Linked DNA regions of Danio rerio: region 2 is linked to region 1. The links are chromatin contacts, called in public Micro-C maps. All regions are on one chromosome and are shown on one strand. The core of a region is the stretch at or near the end of the contact, and the rest is flanking DNA. Distances in the headings are between cores, read along the strand shown. Region 1 holds the start of ythdf2 (YTH N6-methyladenosine RNA binding protein F2). Region 2 holds the start of qkia (QKI, KH domain containing, RNA binding a).

Region 1 (7,364 bases), core at 1,965-4,464:
GAGATAGAGCTGCTAATGAGTTGTTTTGACACAGTCTGAGACTCACAAATTGGATCAATACACATTCAGTAAATGGTAAAGACACCATCTTAATTGGTCATTCATTCATTTCACTCCTTGCAGGTTTTAACAGGTTCATTTGTGGCTGTGTGAGCGTGTGTGAAAGAGAGAGAGGGAGAAGAGAGAGAGAGAGAGAGAGAGAGAGAGAGAGAGAGAGAGAGAGAGAGAGAGAATAATTTGCAGTATGCATATACTAATTCTTAGTATAACCAGCATTTTTGTTAGATTGTTTTCTTTTAATATTGTTTTGCAATTTAATGGTTTAGGGAAATATATTGGAAAATACATTAAAATAATTAATAAATAATTTGATACAGTAAGATTAAAATAAATAAACAATTAAAATGTATTTAAATTAATTACATTAGAATGAAAGACACAATCATTTAAAATATCAAGCTTATCTATTGATGGTAATAATTATAAAATTGTTTAAAAAAAAGATTAAAATAAAATTGAATAAGGAATAAGCCTAATGAAGGTAAGACTAAAACACATATTCCAAATTGTGAATAAAATAAGTATTTAACATTACATATTAAGCATGTGATAATAATTAATAAGCATTAGATTAAAGCAAACTAAGACATTTTGATATGTGGTTCAAGTTAATACTGTAAAATTCCAAATAATTAGATAAAGTAGTAAGTATTATAAAGAGTATAATGTAACCTAGTAGAAACAAAATATTTTCATTATATATATATATATATATATATATATATATATATATATATATATATATATATATATATATATCATAATAAAATAGAGGTGGCTCAGTGGTTGGCACTGTCAATTCACAGCAAGAAGGTCACTGGTTTGAGTCCCAGCTGGGTCAGTTAGCATTTCTTATTCATTTTAGTTTATTCAATTTACCTATAGCACATGTCTTTGGACTGTTGGGGAAACACACTCTCATTCACACATAAATTACGGACAATTTAGTTTACCTATTTCACCCACATGTCTGGACTTGTGGAAGACAGCGAAGCACTTAGAGGAAACCGACGCGAGCACAGGGAGAACATGCAAACTCCACACAGAAATGCAAATCGACCCAGCCGAGACTCAAACCAGTGACCTTATTCCTGTGAGGTGATCATACCCACTGCACCACCATGACGACCTACAATATTATATAATATTTCTATTTTTATATAAACAATATCTTAAAAACTCATGTTCTAAACTTTGGTCTGTAAGGAAAAAAACATTTATTTCTGCACCTTGAGTTCTGTAAGAAAGATTTTTTAGCTACTACTACTATTGCAAACTTTAAGCCTTGATTATCGGCCATGTTAGTTAGAAACACTGCCATTTCTTTGTAAATATAACTTCTTGCACTAAACCTGACATTCAAATAATATTTTTTACAAATGTGTTTGTTTGTTTGTTTGTTTGTTTGTTTGTTTGTTTGTTTGTTTGACTTTATTAATCCCCTAAGTTAAATTCATGTCACAGCAGAGCTTTCCACGCTAAAATAGCTAGATAAAATAAGCTATAAAAAAAAAAAATATATATATATATATATATATATATATATATATATATATATATATATATATATATATATATATATATATATATAAACAATTATAAAATTTCTTTCATACTGCACACCTTAGTTTCAAAAACAACGAGTAAACACTTGTTGTGCATATCTATCAACTAGGCCTATTACAAATCAGCAAACTACATCTAGTATGATTTTGGTTATACAGTCTGATCACTGTAGGTAAAAATGAACTCCTGTATTTTTCTCTGTAGGAAATATAGGTTGCTCTTGAAAATAAACCATAAAGCGCAAATGTACTGTAGTTGCGTAAGCTGTTACGTCCACGACTGTCTCTCTGATATAACATAAATGTGCTGCGTAATCAGGGCGACATCTAGCGGCTCACAGGTGACAGTGCATATTTTAATCGTGACTTTTTTTTAGTTCATAAAGCGCACAAACACAAAGTAAACTCATTATAATAACATAACAATCGGGTTTTATTAACGTCTTTAGTGCAACAACCAAAATTGCAGAGTGAGAGCTGATAAAAAAGACAAAAGTGTGGATATTTTACTGCACTGTGTAGTAAATTGAGAATTAATTTTGATATAAAAAAGTGAATTAGACGATTTATTTGAAAAACACTGTGTCATTTACTTTTATTTTATTTAACCCTATTCGTGTATTTAATTAAATTATCCTTATTTTGTATTTGTAATATATCAGTAGGGGCAGTAGGTTGTGCTGTCGCCTCACAGCAAGAAGGTCGCTGGTTCAAGCCTCGGCTGTGTCAATTGGCGTTTCTGTGTGGAGTTTGCATGTTCTCCCCGCGTTCGTGTGGGGTTCTTCCGGGTGCTCCGGTATCCCCCACAGTCCAAAGACGTGGTAAGCTAAATTGTCCGTAGTGTATGTGTGTGAATGAGAGTGTATGGGTGTTTCCCAGTGTTGGGTTGCAGCTGGAAGGGCATCCAATGCGTTAAACATATGCTGGAAAAGTTGGCGGTACATTCTGCTGTGGCGACCCCTGATTAATAAAGGGACTAAGCTGAAAAAAAATTCATGAATGAATTTATCAATATCAAAATCTGAATTTGATATAAAACCAAATGGATTTATCAATCTGCTAATTTGAATAATGATAAAATGATTACAAATGCGAAAATAATGATAGCCGTATAATCATGACATAATACAATGTAAATTAAATAATTGCACATGAAATAAATTTCGAATTTAGAACGCATAAATAAAAACAGATTATTCAAAAAAGCTAATAAATACAACATATAGGTATTCAAACAAACAATAAAGAAATTAAATTGTGATTAAATCACTGAATACAGTGATGATTACTTGAAAATGTAACTTAAAATAAATTAAATATTCGTATACTAAATACATATACTTTGAACATTTTGATAATTTTATGAGTCGGATTTTTTCTCAGTTTAAATCCCTTGCCTTAGCTACATTTACCCCTTTAGGATCGCCACGGATTATCATTTTGGTGGGACTTGAATTTGGACCCACTGTCGTTCATTCATTACCTTCACCTCCTCCCAGCCGCAGTGTGGCGCTATACCGCCGGGGATAAACGTGTGGCGGCATCTCGGCCATGTTGAAGTGTGGAGGAACTGCAGCCCGCCATTGTGTGTCTGATCTGCAGCTGTAGCGAGAGAGAGGGAGAGAGAGAGACTCGGGCGCAAAGACTCTAAAAACACACACATTTCCCGTTGACTTTAACCCGCAAACAAACGCGCAGTCTAACACACAGGCACCGGGGAGTGAGAAATGTCAGCCAGCAGCCTTCTGGAGCAGGTAAACAGAGGCACTTTGTGAACATTGAGCAGAAGTGGCGTCGAGGCGGGTTTTTTTTCTCTCTCGCAGCGCGAGTTCAGGCCTGAGCTTCATATAAACCTTCATTTATTCTCCCTCTTTCCTCTCCAAACTCACTCCTTCATGAATCACCTGGACCCAATCCAGAGACCGAAAGGCCAAGCAAACAAAGGTAGGTGAAGTGTGTGTCGTTTTAGCGCTGTAGATAACGAGAGTCTCGTGCTGGTTCTCCTGCTAGCAGGCCGTGTGTTCAAACCAATTCCGCTATCAAATCAAACCGTGTAACCTGCTCAGAACAGACACCCGTGGGTTTAAAGGATAAGTATGTCTTATAGTAGATGATCTGGTTGACTTTAGTGTTATTGATCCGATAAAGAGCTGGTGTTTTGGAGCCCACGCTAGTTAGCCGCTTAGCACAGCGCTAAGGCCGAGTGCAGCAGAACGCGTGACACTCCGAAGCACCTGAACACCCACATACACTACAGCTTTCGCTCTTTTTAGACGCTTGTTTAAAGTGTAGCGGTGGAAGGGTCCCGCATACCCATAGACCACCCCCGCTACCGGTGGGCAACAGGCGGGGGGTTAACATGCCGCCGGGGGACCTGTTGAGGGGATTTTCAGCACCCCAGTCTGTGTCAAGCTTTCACAATCCAGTTGCGTGTTGAATCAGTCTATTTAACACGTGCATTTAATGTGACAGCTTTTAGTTCTTTATTTTTAGTCTATTTCTAATCCTTTTGCATACGGTGCATTCTTGACACAAATTCATTTAAAAAGCCATTTGGTGTTTAATCGATTATTACGTACTTTAAGGAAAATGATACAGAATAAAATAGTTTAATCATAGTTGTAGTGACTACATGACTGCACAGACAACCGATCCTCAGATGCAACAATGGCTGTTATAAAGAATCATCTCCGTTTAAAGTCTTTCACAATGTTAAAACTACAATTAGATTTTAATTGCTAAAATTATTTAATTATATTGTAAAGTAGATTTTAAAGAAAAAAAATAAGCAAACTGTTTCAAAATTAATTTTAATATATTTAAACATGCATGACGGGAAACATGCAGTTAAAATTAAGTACAGCTGTTAATACAGTGCCACTTTAGACAACTTTTTTTAATAGAGACATCCTTGGTCAACAAAATGTGCTTCTTTGAAAACAGTGTTGTACTTGCATCATTTACCCTTGTTTCAAATCTTTGAATGTCTACTGTTCAACACAAAAGTACATATTTTGAAGAAATTCTTCTCTTTATAAGAAATACTTTATTATTTATTACTAATAATATAATTGATATTTTAGATGCACTTACGTATGTTTGCTTTTCACCTTGTAAATATTGTATACTGTAGGCTAAAGAACGTAGTGTACTATGCCAAAGCTCAATTTCTGTGGGTGCTTCCCAAATTCGCAGCTTAAAAGGTATGACGTGGTAAGCTTCTGGGAAGTTTGTGTTTATGAGTTGGGAAGTTGGAGTAAGGTCAGTTGTGGTCAACTTTGGTTAGATGGAGTGGGTGCTTGGCTCACTGGAGTGGAAAAACAAGGCATTTTAACATTTTTTTTTTTTTTATGAAACTACGTTGATCCAGTGTACTTTATATGCTTTTAACATGCAAATATGACATTCCTGACATGAACTTAAACACCCCGTCAGAGCAATGCACCTGCTGCTGAATTGGACAGGTCATTGATTCTTATCATATTTAAAAGATATCACTAGATAACAACAGAAAATATGTTTCATCAAAAATATAATCTGACTGAATATAGTCATAAATACAATGCATAGACAGATTCAGGAGAGGACTCGTTTAACAAAATCTTAGGGTTTACATATAATTAAAAGGGATTTTAATCTTTTAGATGACACAGAACCCCAATTGAACATTCCTCATCCTGTAATTATGCATGCATGCATGCATGCATGCATGCATGTGTATGGATGGATGGATGAGACGAGACCTGTACCTTAACTTTCTCTGTTTTCTTTTCAGTACAAAACGGAGCTGTTACCCAAAAGGATACTTTGAACGATGATGAGTTCGAGCCTTACCTGAATGCTCAGCCCAGACAGGTAGGTCTTGTTTCAAAGTTTTAACAAAAGAAGGATCTCATAGAGACAGCGTGCCGTAGCAATTGTTTTTCTGTCTATTGTTTTAAGGATTTATTATGGTCCGTAATTGCATCCTGGCCACGGGGCTTTGTTTTCTTATTAGGGTGTCTCTGTGGCCTTTTACATTGTGGCTTATCACTGTATGCGTAGTTTAAAGCAGTTTGTGGACTTAAGTCAATTCATCCATTACGTGTATTGAGAAATATTTAGTTGCTGTCTAGGTTGAAGTACATGCGGATGAGTCATAGGAAATTATGCAAAAAGCAGCACAGTCGTTTACCAGGAAGTGGAGAAAGGTGATTGCGTTTATGTTCCTGTCCAGATATTCTGTAATAGAATTCCATTCAAATTAAAAATGAATCAGTCCTGGCACTGATAAAGAGGGTTCTGGCAATGGATGTCTTCTGAGGAAAAAATAAAAATGGGACACGGACGAATAAAGGGTCTAGTATTCACCCTGTCAAAGGAATGCTGGGATCCTTTGTAGGGAATCTGTGCCACTATTGCCCTCACAAAGCTGATTGCTGGTGTTGAAAATGCGAGCAGGCTGTGTGCCTGGAGGGGGGGCTAAGTCCAGCACCAGTCCCAAATGATCTGAGGAGGTTGTTCAGTCCAGATTTGCATTGTTTGGTGTTGTAGTTCACAGAGCTTAACACTGATGCTCCACTTGACCCAAGTTTTTATTTAATTATATTTTGTCAATGTATGGAAAATTGTATGACTGCAGATGGGTTTTTATTGCATAAAGTGATCTCAGGGGAGCTTTAAAGGGATAGTTCACCCAAAAATGAAAATGTACTTTCTAATTGCTTGTCCTCGCATGGTTCCTTTGGGTTTCTTTCTTTTAAGCACAAACGATATCTTGAAGAAAGCGGAAAACTTGTAAACACTGACTAGCTTCTATAGTAGGAAACACATGCTATGGAAGTCAATGTTCAACAGTTTTCAGCTTTCTTCAAAATATGCACTTGTGTTCAATAGAAGAAAGACACAAAAATTTGAAACAAGTAAAGAATAAAGGAAGCAAGTAGAACACTATTTTTTTTATGTTTTTGGAGAAATATATTTTGTTGACCAAGGAGGTCTATTAAAAATAGTTGTTAAATTATCACTGTTTAACAACTAGGTTTAATTTTTAAATGCATGCTTGTTTAAATGTATTAATGTATTTTGAAACGGTGTGCTTAATTTTTCAGAAGCTAATATTGTGTAGTGTAAACCAATTTCAGAACGCATTTATTTGAATATACATGCAACAGTAGTCACTTGAAATCTGTCCATTTATGAAGTAGTTTTAACATTACATTTATAATATGTATATGAATATTAAAACCATTTAAAGTTTAGACATTTCATTATCTGTCGATAGAATATTATTGCTGTTATTTTTATTTTAGATATATTTTTTGCTATATTTAAAATTATGCAAAATGGGTGCATATCAAAGAATTAAAAATATTTACCTTAATGGACATGGAAAATTTCATTTAAATTTTTTTTATTTAGTTTTTATTCAGGTTTACTTTTACAAAGTAAAATAATAAAGCAAGAGATTATCTTGATAATTGATTTGACTTTAATCTACAGTTAATGTACTTAAGTTTTTACTCAAAGGGTTAATGCTACAAGGGGAGAAATGTTTCCAGGTGACAACAGGGAGCAATTGTCACCTGGCAATATTTTCCAGGTTGTTGCATTACCTTTCTAATCCTACTTGTCTGGAGTTGATAATGACTAATCACAATTTATGTTGTTGTTTTTACAGAGCAATGCCTATACGGCCATGTCCGACTCCTACATGCCCAGTTACTACAGCCCCTCAATAGGCTTCACCTATTCCCTGAA
Region 2 (7,364 bases), core at 2,080-4,579, 290 kb before region 1:
GGCAGGAACATATGTATGCGCTTGACACAGAATAATATATAGTATAAATCAGCCATAACTCAAGCTTGTACGCCTGTGGGAGCAGAGAAATGGACAGAAACCTGAAAATACATACTTAAAATGAGCACACAGCTCTCTAAAATCCATGACCAACCAACACATCAGCCAATTTGTCCATTTTGCTATTATTCACGTCAATAACTGTGTCTGATTAACAGAAGAAACCATCTCGTCTAGTTTCAGCTCAATAATCTACCGCCTGCTTTGCCAATCAATACTGCATATTCCACTCTTTAAATAATTTTAATTTTGATGAACATTGTTTATTTAAGAAATGTTTGAATGGCACATCACCCTGCTGTCTAGACATCGGCATCAGGCATTTAAAAACCATATCGTTCTGATGTAAAGCGGAGGTCAGGAGAGATAGCAGACGCTGTGTGTAGCAGTACAAATTTTCCTCCCTACGCATTAAGTCTGAGTATTTACCGTTACAAATACATGACTGGCCCACATCACCCTGAGCTGCTCATTTGCATAGCCAAATCAGTATGCAAATTCAGCTGAGCGCAGCAGAGATTTTACACCTAGTCCAATCCATGCGTGTTCAAAGAAATGTGTGTCAGAAGGGAGAAAAAAAAACATGAAGGATAAAGTTGTCCTTGGCACTTTCAGCTCATTTTTGAGTGGATTGAGCAGAACAGATTACAGCAAGAGAAGAGCAAAGTTCAGGTAAACAGAGCAGAATGAGTGCAGATACACAAACATGAGGCTGTATCACTGCAGGAGGAACTAACACCTCACTGTTTGGTGTCAGAGCACACAGCTTCATGAGAAAACTCACATGGAGACACTATGGGACAAAGCAGAAGACTTCTTAAAGAAACACATCTGTGACATTTACACCTGAATTTCTCGTCAATTTTGATTTTGTCCATTCCGAAGTTTTGATCTAATGCTGTAAGATATGTTTGAGCTATTTACTTCTGAATGCTAAAGACAATAGAAAATAATACAAAAAGTATGAGCATTTTGTTTGGCTTCTGCTCTGATAGCTGCAAAACTATGCAGGCGGCTGCGGGTCTGATATAAGCAGCAATTGAACAAAACAAAATAAAAAAATGTTCCTTTTTTTCTTTTTTAAACCAGACTTACAACTTTACACCCTGTCTGGTAAGTGCAGTTCAACAACCTGTGCTGTAATTATTAAGAATAAAGTGAGTAGGCAGAGATTAAGTGGTCTTTTGCAGCTGTTTGAAATCTTAAACACTGCAAAAGCAATCAGATCGAATGCACTTTCAGCTACCTCTGAAAGCGGCAGAGTGGACAAACTCAAACTGTTTACACATTGTGTTCAGATTTATTTACTTGTGGGCAGATTGATAGAAGTGTATTGTAATATGAAAACAGACCCCTAGAAAGAGGGAGAGGAAAAAACTACTATAGATATGCAAGCAAACTCATGACGGTCTGCATGTTGAAATACTAGTTTATTACAGGAGTTATAAAGGGATTACTCACGGGGAGTTTATTTAACCCATATCTAAACTGTTTGGTCATCAACAAACTACAAAGTACACCCTTGAGTAAATCATTTTCATTTTGGAACAAGCATTAATGTGAATGGCGTTTGTTATTACATTACTAGTTAGTAAACATACAAAAAATCCTATTTGATTACATTATCCTTCATAAATTTGCCATTGGCGAATACAGTGAGTTGAGCTTCTCATCAAAACTGATCTAATCAAGCTTACGCGTGGTTTGCTTTGCGTTTGTGTATCGGAATGTGGAATTGTGATCAGTCAAACCAAACTAGTTTATCCAGTAACGCACAGTGTGATTTTGTAAAACGCCAAGAGCGCAAACGAAGCAGATTATGGACAACATTGCAGCAGATTTTGCGGCTGCTCTTCCTTCTTTGTTACAGGACAAACAGAACCGCGTGTCTGCATGTCCACATCACGAGCATTTCAGCAATTCTTGCGGCGAATACAAACGCGCAATGTCTTAATGTGTGCGTAATAATTCAAACATTTCCTAAGCGAAACATGAGGAGATTAAACCCTGATTGTAAACTACATGCATTTCAGACACAACAGCGGGTGTAAATAAACGCACAACGTGTGTGGAGAGAAGCAGTGACGGTGCAGATACGAGCTGCAATGGGAGAAACCTGCTGCATATAACAACCACAGACTGTCTTTCACACTTCCAGATTGCATTATAAATATATGTTTACAATAAAACACTGTTTCATGCTCGACGCGATAATGCTGTACCGCATGTCTCGCTCTTTGCATAGGGCGCATTCACGCATAACTCTACTGAATGCCTCGGGGGAAATCTTAATCTGCAAACAAACAGTTAATTGTTGTGATTAAATCCACTGTGTTATGTAGAGCTACTAATACTGTAACCACAGGAGGAATTAAACATACTATAAAGCTATTCTAAAAGTGACAAACAACCGTGAGTTTCTTATCTGCAACTAACTTAATGTTACTAACGTTAACCTAACTTCGGCTAACTTCACTCACACCCTGATATAAGTTAGTAAACGCTCAAGCGCCTGGTTATTAGCTATTTACAACATGTAATAAACGCATAGAATAAGACAAAAACCGTAAAAGTTGTACATTTGATGGTAAAGAAGTGAAAGTTAACAAAAATGACGCCGTTAAAAAGTTGTTGATTTAGCAGAGTGCTAACAGTGCTAGCGACCCGCACATGCGTAACGTTACTGACTTGGTAAAAAGCGAATTTTCTAATTATAAAAGGGGGGGAAAGCTGTTGAAAGCTGCTTAAACACAACCAAATAACCAAATTTAACAATAAAACATAAATCCCAACTATCATTTTGAGTCTCTTTCGCAGTAGACCAATAGTTTGTGAAGTTGTAAAACGCCACACGAACACTCACAGCTCAGATTTACACACACATACCTTCGTCCAAGAGTCTCTCCAGGTGTGTGAAGATGCCGCACAGGTTCGGTAAACTCGTCATGAGCTTCTTTTCGTTCAGTAGCTGCATCAGATAGTCGGGACTCGGCCTCGGTCTCTCCTTCACCTCCATCTCCCCGACCATCATCTTTGCAGACAAACGCTCACAATCCTTCCCCCAGAAAAGAAAAAAAAGAAAACACAAAAGAAAAAATAACGGTGCTGCTCAAATCCCTCGTTCCCCCTCCAGGCTGCGGCGACTCTGTCCAGATGTAGGGGCTGATCTGAATGTGCAGTCTCTGTCTGGCGTGCTCTTTTCTCCTTTCGCTGGAGTCGCGCGGTGTGGACTCGTCGAGTTCTCCTCGTTGTACTGAGCTCTTGCTGCCGCTCCGGACTGCCACCAGTGCGCGTTCGCGGAGGAACCTCTGAGCGCGCCCGACCAGCCGCACGCGCATTGGCTGAGTGCGCGACGCGGACGCGTACGGTGGCCAATTAGCGCATGGCTTGAAGAGGCGGGATCAGTGCTTTAACCATACGAATGAGAGCCTGAGATGATGGACAGCGATTTTAGCCAATAGCATGCATATTCCAGAACGCTTGGAGTCACCGGTATGATTTATCGTGAAACGCTATGACAACATGTCTGTGACAACAAGTGTTTGGCTTTTCGTGATGTGTGTGTTGCTTTTAGAGTCAAATCGTTTAAATGCATATTTCTGATTTGCAGTTTGCGATTATCTTCTTTTGCTAGGATGTGTCGTGCGCATAATCTGCAAAATATATATGTCGTGTTGGTGTTAAAAATATAAAGGTATAGCCTGAATGAACTACATTATGATTTATGATACTTTTTATTTATTTTTTTAAGGATGAAAAATGCAAACAAAAGTCTTTTCGCCAATCCAAGTTTTAAGAACAACAAATAATAACTTGACTTGTAGTTGATCATGTGGTATCAGAAGTAGCTTATATGAAAGGCAAAGGCCTCTAGATTACTCTTATTTTACCAAAATAAAATATGATCATGCCTTGATATTTATTTAGTTAGGACAGTAAGGTCTGACTTTGCTTAGACAAAAGTCTTGTCACTTAACAAAAATAATATATACATACAAATACATCTCTGCAATGACTCAAATAACATGAATAAAGTCATCTGGAATGGCAAAGAAAGTGTTCTTGCAGGTCTCCCAGAGTTCATCAAGAGTCTTTAGATTCATCTTCAATGCCTCCTCCTTTATCTTACCCCAGACATGCTCAATAATGTTCATGTCTGGTGACTGGCCTGGCCAATCCTGGAGCACCTTGACCTTATTTGCTTTCAGGAACTTTGATGAGGAGGCTAAAGTATGAGAAGGAGTGCTATCCTGCTGAAGAATTTGCCCTCTCTTGTGGTTTAAAATGTAATGGGCAGCAAAAATATCTTGATACCTCAGGCTGCTGAAGATGCCATCCACTCTGCAGATCACTCACACACCCACATACCGAAGGTACCCCCAAACCATGATTTTTCCTTTACCAAACTTGACTGATTTCTGTGAGAATCTTGGGTCCATGCAGGTTCCAATTGGTCTTCTGCAATATTTGTGATGATTGGGATGCAGTTCAGCAGATGATTCATCGGAAAAATCTGAAGTGGTCTTACAACTGGGATTGACGACAAGACTTTTGTCAGGTAATACATATAAAGTTTGTGTGTGTGTGTGTGTGTGTGTGTGTGTGTGTGTGTGTGTGTGTGTGTGTGTGTGTGTGTGTGTGTGTGTGTAAAATTTAAAACAAAAATGTGTTTTTGTTATTAACATATACCTGGGCATACTTGGAATAGAATATCCATCATCTATTGATTCCATTTGTTTCAGGAACATTCTGTTCTTTAAGAAATACGCTGTTTTACACTAAGTTTAAACAATAGTTGTATAAATATCTCTTTGTTTTCTCATTCTCACACATCGTGATACATTCCTTTATTTTCTTTTCGGCTTAGTCCCTTTATTAATCTTGGGTCGCCCAGCGGAATGAACTACCAACTTCTCCAGCATATGTTTTATGCAGCGGATGCCCTTCCAGTCACAACCCAACACTGGGAAACACCCATACACTACTGCATTCACACACATACACCACAATCAATTTAGCTAATTCAATTCACCTTTAGCACATGTTTTTGAAACATGCAAACTACACACAGAAATGCCAGCTAGCCCAATAGGGGCTTGAACCAGCAACCTTACTGCTGTGAGGCAATTGTGCTACACACTGCACCACCGTGACGCCCATACATCATGATATCAATTGTAAACAACTTTATCAAATTTATTACTTTTTTTTCCTCAACTACAATTAATTTAGGGAGGTCATGTAATATAAAAATAACCTTCAGCACAGCAGCTTGGTTCTAATCACTAATTTTGACCATTTATGTAGCATTTCAGAATATTTCACATATTAAGACACATCTCCAACCACCATATTACACTGATTCATCAGTATGTGAGACACATTTCAGTGACTATCAGCTGACATCCCTGGACATCATCCTGCCTTATCCACATGAAAGATAACAGGACACGTGTCTTCAATAGTGACAACATCCAGAACTCAATATCAGATATTTACTATCAGATATGTCATTGCTCCAGACTAATTGGCTCCAAGTAATATCCATAAATAAATGAATGCAGGCTCCATTTTTGAAATGAGCTAAGCATTAACGGCCTCTTTATTTGTGACACAAACAAAAATATATCCATATGATTCACTATGAATCCTCCTGTTCACCTGACTCTTCATCCTTTCTTTCTTTAATCAGTTTTTTTATTCACTTTTTTAACCTTCTATCATAAACTGAAAATAAAAATCTCCCCAATTTCTGAAGACAGCACAAAAGATTGAGCATTTATCTCTTTCTCAGATAAGGATCCTTTGCTCTTATCAATGCTGCCACATACATTTTCATTTTACTAGGCACTGCGCCACATTTGTGTCTGTGTGCTGCTAATATTGTGTGTGTGTGTGTGTGTGTGTAGAGCGAGATATTAATCCCCGCCCAAACCCTGTATTTTCCTCCTCTATTAATAACACGGGTTTCATTCTACAATTAATCCAATTAACGACACTTTAGATAAAAAGTGAATATGAAATCAGGTGGTTGTGGAGCGGCAGGGGGCTGAGAGAAAGGATGGAGACGGCGCTTCAGAGGGGGCATCAGTCAGGATCTGGCGGTCAGCGCCGGCAGCTGATTAGAAAAGCAGTAGGTGGCATGACTGTGTCTGGAATATAATGTGTGCTGCCTCAAAGCGCACACGCTCTTGTGTTATTTTGTCTGAAGAAAGCTTGAAGGCTTTGAGTGTGAAAATAAACAATACTGAAGCATAAAACAAAAGAGATTACGTGTGGGCGCTGGAACACCAGAGAGTGAAATCTGGGTCAATTGTGGGATCTAGAGAGAGGGAAAAATCGCACTTTTGTTGAGGTGAGGTGAAGAGTGGCATATTCTCACTGAAATTGGCAAGGGAGCGTGTGTGTGAGTGTCGTTGAGTATTTATGGGAGTGAGAGTAAAAGCATGTTGGATAAGCCGAACACAGGCTGATGACTGAAGAAACGGCCATAAGAGCTTTCTGCATGGGCTGGTCAGATATGTTGGGTGTTGTGTTTTGGACTGCGGCGCTGACAGCACTGATGGATTCTATTCTCTCCACCCAGTCCAGTCCAGTCCAGCGCAGTGCAGTATAATCACACCATGGGCCGTCATGTCATTCATGGCTCTACGGCTCCCTAGGGGGTCCGCAGGGAAGATTAGAGCAAACACACAGTCCTTTATCACTCACTCACAGAGACTGTGTTCAAAAGCTCTACAATGCTGCCTTTGGAGGAAGCATTCATAGGTAGGATGGCATCAAGGAACAATACAAATTCTGCTTCACCTCGTGTTGATACCTTTTTCTGATTGAATTTTAAGGCAGCATAGATGTGTCCTTCACTGTCTTTAATGTAGCACAATCCTGTGCATTGCATTTCTGACAGGTGAGCAAGAAAATAAATAAAATAAACATGGGGCAATGTATGTGTAAATGTATGTTTTTAATGCATGTCTATCAAGAAGTCACTCTAGTAGTAAGTAAATATCCACTTGGTTATCGCCAAACTCTCTCGATTTAATTGTACGTGATTAAATTGTTTTGCTTTCTCAGAAATCTGTCTGACATTCGTTTTAGAAGGTGCCTTTTGCGCGGTAACACCGGCTCCAGAGTCACTGCTAATTTTTGCCTCTGTGAAATTTCATTCATTTATTCATTTATTTTCCTTCAGCTTAGTCCATTATTTATCAGGGGTCGCCACAGCGGAATGAACCACCAACTATTCCAGCATGTTTTATGCAGCGGATGCCCTTCCAACTGCAACCCGGTACTAGGAAACACTC

The links. Hi-C and Micro-C count contacts between places; a contact is called where the count stands out from the background.
Region 2: a Micro-C map of caudal fin shows a contact between it and region 1, with 2.8 times the contacts expected there. The contact joins the promoter of qkia here to the promoter of ythdf2 in region 1. A contact is called at or near these places in 1 of 18 Hi-C or Micro-C datasets (caudal fin) and 1 of 4 datasets of contacts at active chromatin or transcription factors (embryo).

What each region holds. Positions count from the first base shown.
Region 1 is chr17:28,908,121-28,915,484 of GRCz12tu, reverse strand. ythdf2 (YTH N6-methyladenosine RNA binding protein F2) reads left to right here and starts at 3,214. Exons shown (of 4, transcript NM_200250.1): 1 at 3,214-3,379; 2 at 3,545-3,569; 3 at 5,401-5,480; 4 at 7,285-7,364. The coding sequence starts at 3,353.
Region 2 is chr17:29,201,893-29,209,256 of GRCz12tu, reverse strand. It overlaps qkia (QKI, KH domain containing, RNA binding a), which reads right to left and starts at 3,329. Exons shown (of 8, transcript NM_131224.1): 1 at 2,947-3,329. The coding sequence starts at 3,091. LOC141378580 (a long non-coding RNA gene) reads left to right here and starts at 2,499. Exons shown (of 4, transcript XR_012393430.1): 1 at 2,499-4,433; 2 at 4,504-4,618.